Linked DNA regions of Mus musculus: all the other regions are linked to region 1. A link is a contact called in public HiChIP or PLAC-seq and promoter capture Hi-C data. All regions are on one chromosome and are shown on one strand. The core of a region is the stretch at or near the end of the contact, and the rest is flanking DNA. Distances in the headings are between cores, read along the strand shown. Region 1 holds the start of Atic (5-aminoimidazole-4-carboxamide ribonucleotide formyltransferase/IMP cyclohydrolase). Region 2 has its middle 18 kb from the start of Gm4319. Region 3 has its middle 89 kb from the start of Bard1. Region 4 overlaps Bard1 (BRCA1 associated RING domain 1).

Region 1 (2,700 bases), core at 198-2,697:
TTTAAAGATAAGATAAAGAGAAATATTTCTTGGAAACACCTTTGCCCACTGAGCCACTCACTTGTTCTTCCTGAATTTTGACTATTTCATACCCTCTTATAGTAGCTAACTAAAGGCTGATTACAATCTTATATGCGTGGAACTAATTATTCTAATATCTGTCACCTTTTGTTGTTTGTTTAACATTTTTGAGACAAGGTCTTGCTGTTTCTTTGGCAGGTATGGGACTTAAAGTGTGGACCAAACTAGCTCCAAACTTGCAATGATCTTTCTGAACCTTGTTCACCTCTGTACATTGAAAGTTGTGAACACATCCTGAAGACACTCTCATGATCCTAATATATCTTCCTTAGAAACATGAGAGGTGTTCAGAGCAAGGAGTTAACACGTTCTGAGGTCAGAAAAATGAGATAGATATTTGATCAATAGATATTTGGAGAAGGAAAAAGAGATTGGACTATTAGAGAGGAAAGACAAGAAGCAGACTAGCATCCAAATAATAGGAAAATGGACTTTGCACAGATTGGGAGACTAGACTGGAAATAAAAAGCTAAGCTTTCTATAGAATTGTACAATTTTAGGCTCCTTTATAGAATTTTTAAGTTCTTTTTTGGAATTGTATTAAAGAACATTACAAAAGAAAACATAATCAAAAAATTAATTCTAAACATTAATGTTAAAAATAGGGCTGTTAGCCGGGCAGTGGTGGCACATGCCTTTAATCCCAGCACTTGGGAGGCAGAGGCAGGCTGATTTCTGAGTTCGAAGCCAGCCTGGTTACAGAGTGAGTTCCAGGACAGCCAGGAATACATAGAGAAACCCTGTCTCGGAAAAAAAAAAAAAATAGGGCTGTGTATACAGCAAGATATGTTTATTTTGTGCCAAAGGTGTCACTTTTATTAAAAAGAAGCAGATGAGCTCAATTTTGCTATTCCTATTTTTAATAACTTAAGTCTTGAAACCTTTACTCCTGCCACCTGGGCTTGAAGGAAAAGAGCATTTTACACATGGTGATCTTGATGTAAATTCCAGGCCATTTTATAATGTGGTATGAAAAACTTCAAATGACGGTCATTTTACTTCTTTGGGGCTCTCAACTGTGGAGGCAATGACTTCATGCGTAGGTCTCCCAGACCTGTAAAAGGGAGACCATAGCAGAAGGCTTCTCTAATCCTTTCTGACATCGTCAGACAGGGTCTGTTTAGTCCTCTCGCTAGTTTCCCCCAATCAGTGCTCCAGCCGCCGCGGCCCCACCTCCCGGGACCTCAGCAGCAGCACCCCAGATGCGCGCGAACCGCGAGTCCCCACGCCCAGATCTGGGTTCGGAAAGAGGAAGCCCGCGGCTACAGATCCCAGGCTCCGGAGTTAGCAGCCGCCCCGCCCAGCGGCGCCTTCCACCCTAGGCTGCAGCTCACTGGAGGAGGGGCGGGACCTCGGGGTCACGTGGGGTCGACACGCCCTGCCCACTGCTTCCTGAACCGCGGGGTCCGGCCTGCCTGCCTACGCACGTGGCCTGTCCGTCCCTTGACTCCGCGACCCAACGCAGCATGGCTCCGTCTCAGCTTGGTGAGGCCCTCGCGATGCATCATAGGGGTCCTGCCTGCACCATCCCCGCCACCCACTCATGCCGCTGGCCGAGCTGGGGAGGCCCCGGGCCCGGCCTGCAGGCTGGGTGTCCCCAGTGCTGGGCCCTGGGCCTGCAGTTGCATGAGTCCCCTTCCCAGGAGTCCTCCCCGGGAGATCTCGGTGCCAGAAGCCGCGAGTAATGAGAACTGCCTTCTCTTTCAGCCCTGTTCAGTGTGTCTGACAAAACTGGCCTCGTGGAATTTGCCAGAAGTCTCGCGTCTCTTGGTTTGAGTCTGGTCGCTTCCGGAGGCACGGCAAAAGCGATCAGGGATGCTGGCCTGGCAGTCAGGTAAGGCAGTAGGTAGCGTTAAAGGGAGAAAAACGTTGTGACCATATTCACCAGAAAGCCATGCAAAAAACTGACAAAACACAGGGAGAAGTTAGGTTAGAACTAGGGAGCCTTGAGTTTTAGAGTCCTAGCACCCAGCCACTGTTTGCAAACAAATTAACTTCGGAGGGCCATGTGTTATGCAGAATAAACACGAATGTTCAGGTTCCATGGCCTGGCTTTGACTGGTTGCACAGTTAGACTGTAACATCTTTGAAGATCTGTATCTCCCTCTTCATAGCCTCACCCATCAGAAAGTACCAGTGGCTCGATCACACTCATCTCCTGACTAACAGTGGGAAGGGTTTGACAAGAGATGTCAGGAGATGACCCTGAAGGTCTGGAAGGTAGAAAAGGAAAAAGACCTTAGTTCCCTGGCTGTTTTCATTGCCATTATAACTCTTGGTTTGTGGAGAATCCCTATAGAGGTAAATTATTCACCTCTTCATAACTCTTGTTTGTGTAAGCAGTACATAACCCCTGTACATTTGACAGCTTCAGACAGCAAGAATGCCTTTACTTAGTAAATGTCTTCAGTGGATTCTCTTGTGACTTATGGGAGTCCGGAGCATCAGGGACAGCAGACAAGTAGGCTCCTGTGAGGTGCAGTTGAGTTACTGTGGAGCTGGTATGGGTAGGCCATTGTTGCTGTGGCATTTACGATGAAGTACGAGGAGTTCTTGCATTGTCTATCGCCTAGTTTAAATGTTTCTCAGATGGTCATTCATATTTCCACGCCACTGCCC
Region 2 (2,700 bases), core at 49-2,548, 550 kb after region 1:
GAAAACTGTGAATTCTAAAGCACTGGTCATTTCCTTCCTACTGCATTAAAATCCAATTGGGAAAAAAACCTTCATTTTCAGAAGGAGGCCCTGACCTAGAAGTACCCAAACATGGCCAGATTTCATTGTTCTCCTTGAGACAAAACCCTCTTGCTTATTAAAAACATCCCCTCGGGAGGCAGAGGCAGGCGGATTTCTGAGTTCAAGGCCAGCCTGGTCTACAGAGTAAGTTCCAGGACAGCCAGGGCTACACAGAGAAACCCTGTCTCAAAAAAAAAAAAAAAGCCCTTTCCATCAACCAGCAGAAATGTCTCAATATTGAAATTCCCACATTTTGTTCCTGTGGCTTGGCTATATAAAAATATATTCTCTGAAGCAGATAAATATCTCCATCACTAACTGGTATTAGTGTTAGTGCTCAGTGAATTTATTTCCCATTAGCTTGCCAGGCAACCGGTGATACTTAGGGATATGGAGTTGAGAGTAAAGGGAAAAAGATTCCCAAGTTTAAGGTGATCAAGAAGAAAGACCCAGGGAATGTATCCAACAAAATAAAGAGCTAGTATATACCTAGTGTTAGACCCTCTGCCCTCACCCAAGCCATCGGAGTAATAGAGCTTGAACCACATGACCATCCCAGAAGCCCCAAAGCTGTCACTGTCTATCCACTGTGATTTCAGAGACACATTTTGGAATGGTGTGGGTTTTCCTGAAGTCCTCAGTAAATGCAAACTCAGCTTTCCTCTCTCCTCCATCCAATCCCACCTGGGGCTCAAGAGCTGGTTCTAAATACTCCCCAAGTACAGCCTATACTGTCATCTTGCTCTGCCTCCTATGCCAAATTTCACCTGAACCATTTATTGTTTCTACTGGAGACCCGAGTCTGTTTCATGACCCAACCCCATCTGTTTCTACGACCTAGAAAACGCTTGCTTCTCCAAAGTTCTTCCTCTCCCAGAGCCTCAATCTCCCCCAGTTGTCTCTAACTATTCCCCATGAATTACACCTGCATCTCTAACCACTGAAGGCTTCCATTACTTAGCAGTTGCATCCAAGGCTGCCTTTGCTGCCTGACATCACATGACATACTGCCAAGTCATTTCATTGTCAGATTTCTCAAAATGCTGTTAAATGGGTGATGGAGAGGAAGAGTGAATGAACGAAGGCTTTAACATCTGGCAGGGGAATTTATGAGATCTGACCACCTGGCGGCTCCTGTTAGTGATATATGTTCAATAATAACAGCCGTCAAAACAGGAAATGCATGGAGAGGTTACTGTCCATTAGTCATCTGTCTTGAAGTCCTGTCTGACCTCAGCAACAGTGACACTCATTGTTTTTAAGGCCCCAGGAATTTGCACATGGAGCTGTGAGACCCATGAGCTAAAATAAGTAGGGCAAATTCCTCCAGAAAGCTGTGCCCTGTGGAAACTGGTGAAGCGTTTAAGAGGCAACCTGCCCAAGGTTGAATACAGCTCTATCATTTGTCATCTGTGTGACCATGAGTTACAGAAGGTTTTCATCACCCTGTCTCAGTTAAAAGCAATATCCAATACTCATCAGTGCTGTCTTGGGTTCAAATCAATACTCAAACTTGCAGGACAGCAACAGACTCCACTCCGGGCATTATTAGTTTATTTGGAAGCCTATCAGACATTCTGCCACATAGGAGTCCTTGCCATAGTCAGCACAGATTCAAGTTTAAAGAGTTAAAATTTATACCAGCCAGGAATTTCTTCGGCTTAATAATCCTCGTGCCTTCTACTCTCCACAAAGACCTGGTAGCAGTCCTTGCAACAAATGCATAAGCATAACTTTCAGGTCGTCGTTCCCCCTCCCCCACCCCCACCCCCCATAATAAGGGCATTGCCAGGTCCAAGTGTTAAAAAAAAAAAAGCCAAAAAATGTAGCTTTCTAACACAGATTTCTGTGCTCCTAGTCTAGAAACAGTTCACAATCTGGTGTCAGCCTCACCATAAGCAATGTTGCCTAGCACCCGGGTTGACAATATATTCATGACTGGCTTCCATAGTAACAGTTAAGCAGAGGTCAAATCGTCATGTGTCATGGGAATTTGAATAGGATAACTCTTTTACCTCGAGATAATAATGGTAACTATCTCACACCACCATTCCAAGGTGATGAATTCACTTGTGTCCAGAGTTTAGACCACATAGAGTATAGCAAATAGTCTAAATATCAGATCTTCTTGATGTAGACTTCTGGAATTGCCTCAATTTTCTCCTTCCAGTATAGGATTTGGTTATTTTTTTTTTTAGTTGTTTCAGCTATTTCTAAATATTCCATCAAATTGAACTTCTGCTTGGGTTGACCAGAAGCCCTTTCTACCGGCACTTATGGACTCTTAGTGACCCCAGAGTGGCTAAAGGAGGAACTATCTGAGACGGGTAGTGTGAGTCAAGTCAGTTCTTACCCTTAGTCTCAGCTCTCTACAGTGGCCACGTGAGAGCTTGAAGCTTCCTACTCACCCAAAGGACCAAGGGCCCTGGGGCTCATGTGGCTTCTAGCCCAGGGCCTAAGACATCCATGCTATCAAGGAAGAAGCCACGTTAGTCTAGTAACTTTTCCTGTGATTCTCAATTCAGTTAATTAGTGACATTGGGACAGAATGTACATTTATGTGGAGTGTGGTGGCAAAACCGAAAAGTTGTGAAAGAGCTCACCAGGGGAGCTTGAACT
Region 3 (2,700 bases), core at 187-2,686, 540 kb before region 1:
GAACCTAGCCGCCATATTCCTAAAAACTGAATCCAGCATGAGAGGCTGTGTGAGGAAAGAACCAAGATACAAAAGGATGCTCAGCTGGCTGCTGAATGCTGCTGGGTGACACGGCTCAATCAAGTTACAGATGACCCCGGCTGACACATGGAGAAGAATCCATCTGAGTTCGTCAAGACACAAATTCATGAAATATGGCACATTTCAGATATAGCTTTCTATCATCATCATTAATTTTTTTACAGTCCAGTTTTCCTCATCTTATTCTTCTTCCCCCATCTCCAAGAGGATGTCCCCATACTCCCCCCACATACACACTCCACCATATCTCCTCCATCCCTGGAGCCTAAAGTCTCTCAAGGGTTAGCTGCTTCTTCTCTCACTGAGGCCAGACCTGGCAGTACTCTGCAGTATATGCAGACACAGCTTTCTTATATGATAATATCTGATGCCTACACTACAATGTTCAAGAATAATAAAATACAATTTAGTTTCTTCTAAGTTTGACTTATAATATTTGTTGTCATTTTGAAATAATATTTAGGCTTATTAAATCATCAGGAAATACCAATTTCTCTTCTTCAATCATCTATGAATTCCCATTGCCTTTACTAGCATCAGACCCAGTCATTACGTAAATATTTATTGAATAACACGATGCTTTTCGAGACACATACATTTATAATGTCAAAAGTAAATACGGCATAAAGAATGAGGACTTTTGGACAAACGATGTAAAATTTTCAATAAAATATTTATGCTTTTGGAAATTATTTTGAACATTTTAAGGGAATGACATTTACAGATAAAATGTTTTCCTTCAATACAAAAAAAGCAAGAAAAAGAAAACCACTTTCGGTAATCTCTCATTTTGTTAGTCATACTGAATTGACCTTTGATTTCTGACTACTTTTCAAAACACATTTCCTGAACCATTGTGTAGGTTTTGCAGGTTTATAAGTTCAGAGCCAAATTTGTAGTTCAAATATTTTTACCACATTGAAAACACCAAAACCTCAGACTGTAGACAGCTCTGGGAGATCTTTCTTGTGTGTTTACTTTGTGAACTCAATAGTCTATGCCGTTTAAAGTCCCTCCTCCTCATTTGTAAAGATGACCAGGAATTCATGAATGATTAAAACGCTAAGATGCATCATGTTTGTTATGCTTATACGACACAGTGTATGATTATGAGTGTCTTAGTCAGGGTTTCCATTGCTGTGAAGAGATACCATGCTCAAGGCAACTCTTATAAAGGCAAACAATTAATTGGAGGAGGCTTACAGTTTCAGAGGTTTAGTCCATTATTATCATGCAGGCAGACATGGTGTTGGAGGAGCTGAGAGTTTTACATCTTGATCTAAAGGCAGTCAAGAGAAGACTCTCTTCTGCAATGGGTGGAGTTTGAGCAGAGGACCTCAAAGCCCTGCCCCATGGTGACTCACTTCCTTCAACAAGGCCACACCTCCCAGTGGTGGCACTTCTCATGGGCAAAGCATATATTCAAACCACCACAATGAGGAAATATTCAAGAAAATATTCTCTATATTCTATGAAGACAAAATATATTAAAGGTTTAAGATAAAGAGAATATACATCTAAGTTTCTCCTTATTCAAGTATGTAAACAATCACTCAAGAAACTAATTACTACCATGAAAGCACATGAAAACATGAGACAGTAGTCTGAAGATACTCAATACTTCATATATACCAAAAATATTCCAGGGTTTTTAATAGTTCAAGGAATTTATTAAAGATAGTATTGATTTAACCTACATCTATGGAATACTTGCAATATAGCTTGGGAATATTCTGATAATAATATTATAATTATTAGAAATTTAGATATTGGCCTAGTGAGCTTCTAGAAGGGCTATCTGCATCTAAGATATCAGACATCATAGCAGTGATGCCAAAATCTTTTCCCGTTCTCTTGATAGCTGAGAACTGGTCTGCCTTCATCATATACATCTATCCACTGTAGGTGGGGGGTTTTGTTTTGTTGGTTGGTTTGGTTTGTCAATTTAGTCAGAATTTATAGTGAGCAGTATGTCATATGTCTCCTAGATCAATGGAGGAATCTAACTATTTTCATGTGTGCTATCTTACTTCACCAAAATAACCATATGTGACTAGTTACAGACCCCTATTTGTAAAGGGGAAGGGACAGATAGTAAGAAATATTCTAGAATTTTTGTACATCAAAACTTAAGAGGGAGACAACAGAAAATGAAGGGGAAAATGTCGCAAAGGAGTAAATAATCCCAGTTATAATGCTTATTTTCCAATCACCCTCATTGGTGTAGATTTCAGGGAACAGCTAATGGTTCTGTGGGGTATTAGTGGGTAGTACAGCTTCCTAGTCATGAGACTGCAAAAAATTCAGAATATTTCTACAATAAAGTTTGTATTAAGAAGAAAATAAACAGGAAAGCAAGGTTGGGAAGATGGCTCAGGCATTAGTGATTGCTGTGCTAGTCTGGGGGCCTGAGTTTGACTCCTGATACAAGCACAAAAATAGCCAGGCATGACAGGGCTGCCTGCAATTCCAGGACTGGAGTGGGGAGAAAGGAGGAGCCCTTGATCTTGCTGGTCAGTAAGCCTAGACAAACTGTCAAGTTCCAGCTTCAACAAGAGACCTTGTCACAAACGTAGGGTCAGGAATGATAGTGTGCTATCATGCCTTTAATCTCTATAC
Region 4 (2,700 bases), core at 188-2,687, 520 kb before region 1:
TACTGGGAGGAGAATCAGCATCTCCAGGGCATGAGCTTCCTAATGGGTTGATCAGCCTTGAAACCACACATACACAAACAACAAAAACCGACTTGGCAGGTTCTATTTATATCTCCTTGTGCATACAGATATTTATCTGTGTATTCAACAAATATAAAAGCAAATGAGATTATCAATTGAGAGTGGGAGACATTGAAGGGGTTTGGAGGAGGGTGCCTAAGAGGGGCTAAAGGAAGAAAAGGAAGAGGAAAACCGATATAATTATATTTTGAGTAAAGGCATTATAAATAAACTTGAAAATAAAGGGTCTATCACAAAACTGAAAAAAAATTGCAAAATGGATCTTATAATATACTATTTTCACTATAAAAACAAACTATCCAGACCATTTTCTATTTACCTTAGAGATTACTTCACTCAAAGATGTGAGTTTTACCACTGAGAAAACAACAGAAAAAGTATGAACAATTTAAAAACAAACACCAAACAAAAAACCACTGAATAATGTTTATCCAGAAGAAAACTTTATCTATACCAACATATACTGAGAATTAGAAAGATATGCTAGAAATATATGAACATTCTAATAGGGGCACTGCCAGTGATTAGATGCCACTGAAGGACAACACCTCAGTCTGCAACTCTGCAGAGGGCCATAAGAGGCTCACTTCTGAGCAGAACTGGCCCAGAACCAAGTATCAATCTGCCATCAGCACCACAACTGTCCCATGTTGTGATTAAAACAAACAGAATCTTGTGAGCATGAGAAGAGGAAAGCCGTATTGACAGGACAGAGGTGACATGTAAGACAATCCGTACTTTCCAAGAGTGAGTGACAGCCCACTTTGGCATGGCCTAGACTTCGAGGCACCCATCATTAAGGCTTCTTTTCTATTACCCCAAACTAGAAAGATGATAAAACATCCATGAGTTAACCTGAACACATGGAGGAAGGGACAGAAACTGAAGATCCTGACATCCTTAACAGAAAACAAACATGGTTTGAGCTCTGGTATGGCAAGCTCATTGATAAGTAAAGAAAGCAGGCGTTGCCCACTGCTCACAGCCTTCCTCCACAGGGCATCTGCAGCTGTACTGTAAACACCTACTATTTACAAAATGAATTACTCATGGCTCTGTAGAGAACACGTTTTTAAGTTTTGGTTGCAAAAACTAATCTTCAATTTTCATTAAATTTGGAAGGCTTTAACGGAGTGCTCAACTAAAGTGAATCTAACGCCACAGCTCTCTCTTCCTCTGTCAATAAACACTCCATTATAAAGCCACTTCAAAGGCCCATGTGAAATCTTCCTCATGTCCAAGGCATGAAGGATGGCAGTCCTATGGATGGATGGATAAGCTCCAGCCGAGGCACTCACAGGAGAGAGGGCAGGTCTCCTCCTACTCAGCAGTTTTTAGAGCCCAGGAGGACTTGCATTTCTATTAGAAAGACAATGGTGGGGCTCAGGTCAAGGGTGCAGTCAGACACAAGCACAGCCATGCCCTTGACACTCACCTTTCCCTCTTGGCCAGTCTAATTGCAAACCTTCAGAAGAACAGGTTATATCTGGTTGACAGAGGTAATTTAAGAAAAAACATTTCCATTACATTTCACATTTAGTTTAGATATACTAAAAGCAAAAGTAATTGGACTTTTTTAGTAAAAATATTTGAATGCATACTTATTTCTAAAACACAATTCTAGACCAATTTACCTTCATTTTTAAAAAATTGCTGCTGATACATTCTAGAAGTATTAGTGGTTTTGCTATGGTAGAGAAGTAAGATGCAAAATTTGTAGTATGGCAGGAAATTATGCACAGCTAGAGTTTTAATTCTTTCATCCAATAAAATATTAAATATTGAGAAGAAAACTAGAATATCATTAAGGAAATATAAAAAAGCTGAAGTGTTTATTGTTATTTCCTTGGGTACAGATGAATTGACGAAGAGAAGCGTACTGTTTTACTCCTAACACCTGTAAATCTTTCTCAAAACATCTCTCTCATTCGTTTTCATTAGTGAAAAGCCATCTCACTAACATTATTTTATGAAATCTATGGATGTTGTGTAATCTAATAATTCATCCCAGGAGCAGGGTGCACTGTTATAATCCAAATGCATAAACATTGTCTAACACTCTGAAAACATTAATTTCCCACTATTTAAATAATAAAATACTAATGAGCACGGGGCCTAACCAAAGAACTTTAAAAGGAATGTATTTCTTACGGATATAAACTATGTACTAATGGTTTCTGATGAAATTACAGGGGAAAAAGACAAAACACTTCCAAGTACAATGCACTGCACTGTTTTCCTTTTAGATAGCATTTTTAACTGTTTTAGTCGTTCTTACTTACTTTGTGGGTGTGGGTGTGGGCGTGAATGCACACGCATGTGAAGTCAGAGACAACTCGCTCGCAGGAGCTGCTTCTCTCCTACCACAGGGGCCCAGGGACCAAACTCAGATCATTAGACTGATAGCTGCTCCGCCAATCCTGGAGTGCTGTTTCTCTAGTTCTAATGCCCAACGATACTGCCACTGCTCCAAGGAAAGCCCTGACAATCTTAGGGACTGCGGCTACTATGCATGTTTTATTGTGTGTACAGTAGTGGTTTGGTAGACACTCCTTACCTGCAGCAGTCCTGGTCTAGAAAGAAGCTGCAAACACTGAATACGGTGACTGGAAATGCTCT

The links. Promoter capture Hi-C pulls out the DNA fragments that hold promoters and counts their contacts. HiChIP or PLAC-seq counts read pairs in DNA pulled down with a chosen protein or histone mark.
Region 2: a contact with region 1 is called in an H3K4me3 HiChIP or PLAC-seq map of bone marrow-derived macrophages, with 7 times the contacts expected there. The contact joins the enhancer-like site here to the promoter of Atic in region 1. A contact is called at or near these places in 19 of 39 promoter capture datasets (the 3T3-L1 cell line, 3T3-L1-derived adipocytes, the C10 cell line and 12 more), 2 of 484 Hi-C or Micro-C datasets (bone marrow-derived macrophages and nephron progenitors) and 21 of 115 datasets of contacts at active chromatin or transcription factors (the 230-238 cell line, the NIH/3T3 cell line, bone marrow-derived macrophages and 15 more).
Region 3: a contact with region 1 is called in a FOXA1 HiChIP or PLAC-seq map of pancreatic cancer cells. The contact joins the enhancer-like site here to the promoter of Atic in region 1. A contact is called at or near these places in 3 of 39 promoter capture datasets (the C10 cell line, embryonic stem cells and frontonasal cranial neural crest), 5 of 115 datasets of contacts at active chromatin or transcription factors (cardiomyocytes, embryonic stem cells, large pre-B cells and 2 more) and 1 of 9 other capture datasets (embryonic stem cells).
Region 4: a contact with region 1 is called in a promoter capture Hi-C map of embryonic stem cells, with 3 times the contacts expected there. The contact joins the enhancer-like site here to the promoter of Atic in region 1. A contact is called at or near these places in 3 of 39 promoter capture datasets (the C10 cell line, embryonic stem cells and frontonasal cranial neural crest), 3 of 484 Hi-C or Micro-C datasets (the G1E-ER4 cell line and embryonic stem cells), 10 of 115 datasets of contacts at active chromatin or transcription factors (the 230-238 cell line, astrocytes, differentiating embryonic stem cells and 3 more) and 2 of 9 other capture datasets (embryonic stem cells and liver).

What each region holds. Positions count from the first base shown.
Region 1 is chr1:71,555,709-71,558,408 of GRCm38.p6, forward strand. Atic (5-aminoimidazole-4-carboxamide ribonucleotide formyltransferase/IMP cyclohydrolase) reads left to right here and starts at 1,448. Exons shown (of 16, transcript NM_026195.3): 1 at 1,448-1,566; 2 at 1,789-1,915. The coding sequence starts at 1,548.
Region 2 is chr1:72,104,398-72,107,097 of GRCm38.p6, forward strand. No RefSeq gene overlaps it. Among named protein-coding and RNA genes, the nearest start is that of Gm4319, 18 kb to the right of the region's middle. Within about 2 kb of position 1,299, at least 36 of the 459 cell types and tissues checked have an H3K27ac peak or open chromatin away from gene starts, as enhancers often do. A contact at or near this core is called in bone marrow-derived macrophages, hematopoietic stem and progenitor cells, neutrophils and 1 more, where this site is marked.
Region 3 is chr1:71,013,120-71,015,819 of GRCm38.p6, forward strand. No RefSeq gene overlaps it. Among named protein-coding and RNA genes, the nearest start is that of Bard1, 89 kb to the right of the region's middle. Within about 2 kb of position 1,437, at least 5 of the 459 cell types and tissues checked have an H3K27ac peak or open chromatin away from gene starts, as enhancers often do. A contact at or near this core is called in pancreatic cancer cells, where this site is marked.
Region 4 is chr1:71,034,319-71,037,018 of GRCm38.p6, forward strand. All of the region lies in intron 9 of Bard1 (BRCA1 associated RING domain 1), which reads right to left. Among named protein-coding and RNA genes, the nearest start is that of Bard1, 67 kb to the right of the region's middle. Within about 2 kb of position 1,438, at least 6 of the 459 cell types and tissues checked have an H3K27ac peak or open chromatin away from gene starts, as enhancers often do. A contact at or near this core is called in the G1E-ER4 cell line, differentiating embryonic stem cells and embryonic stem cells, where this site is marked.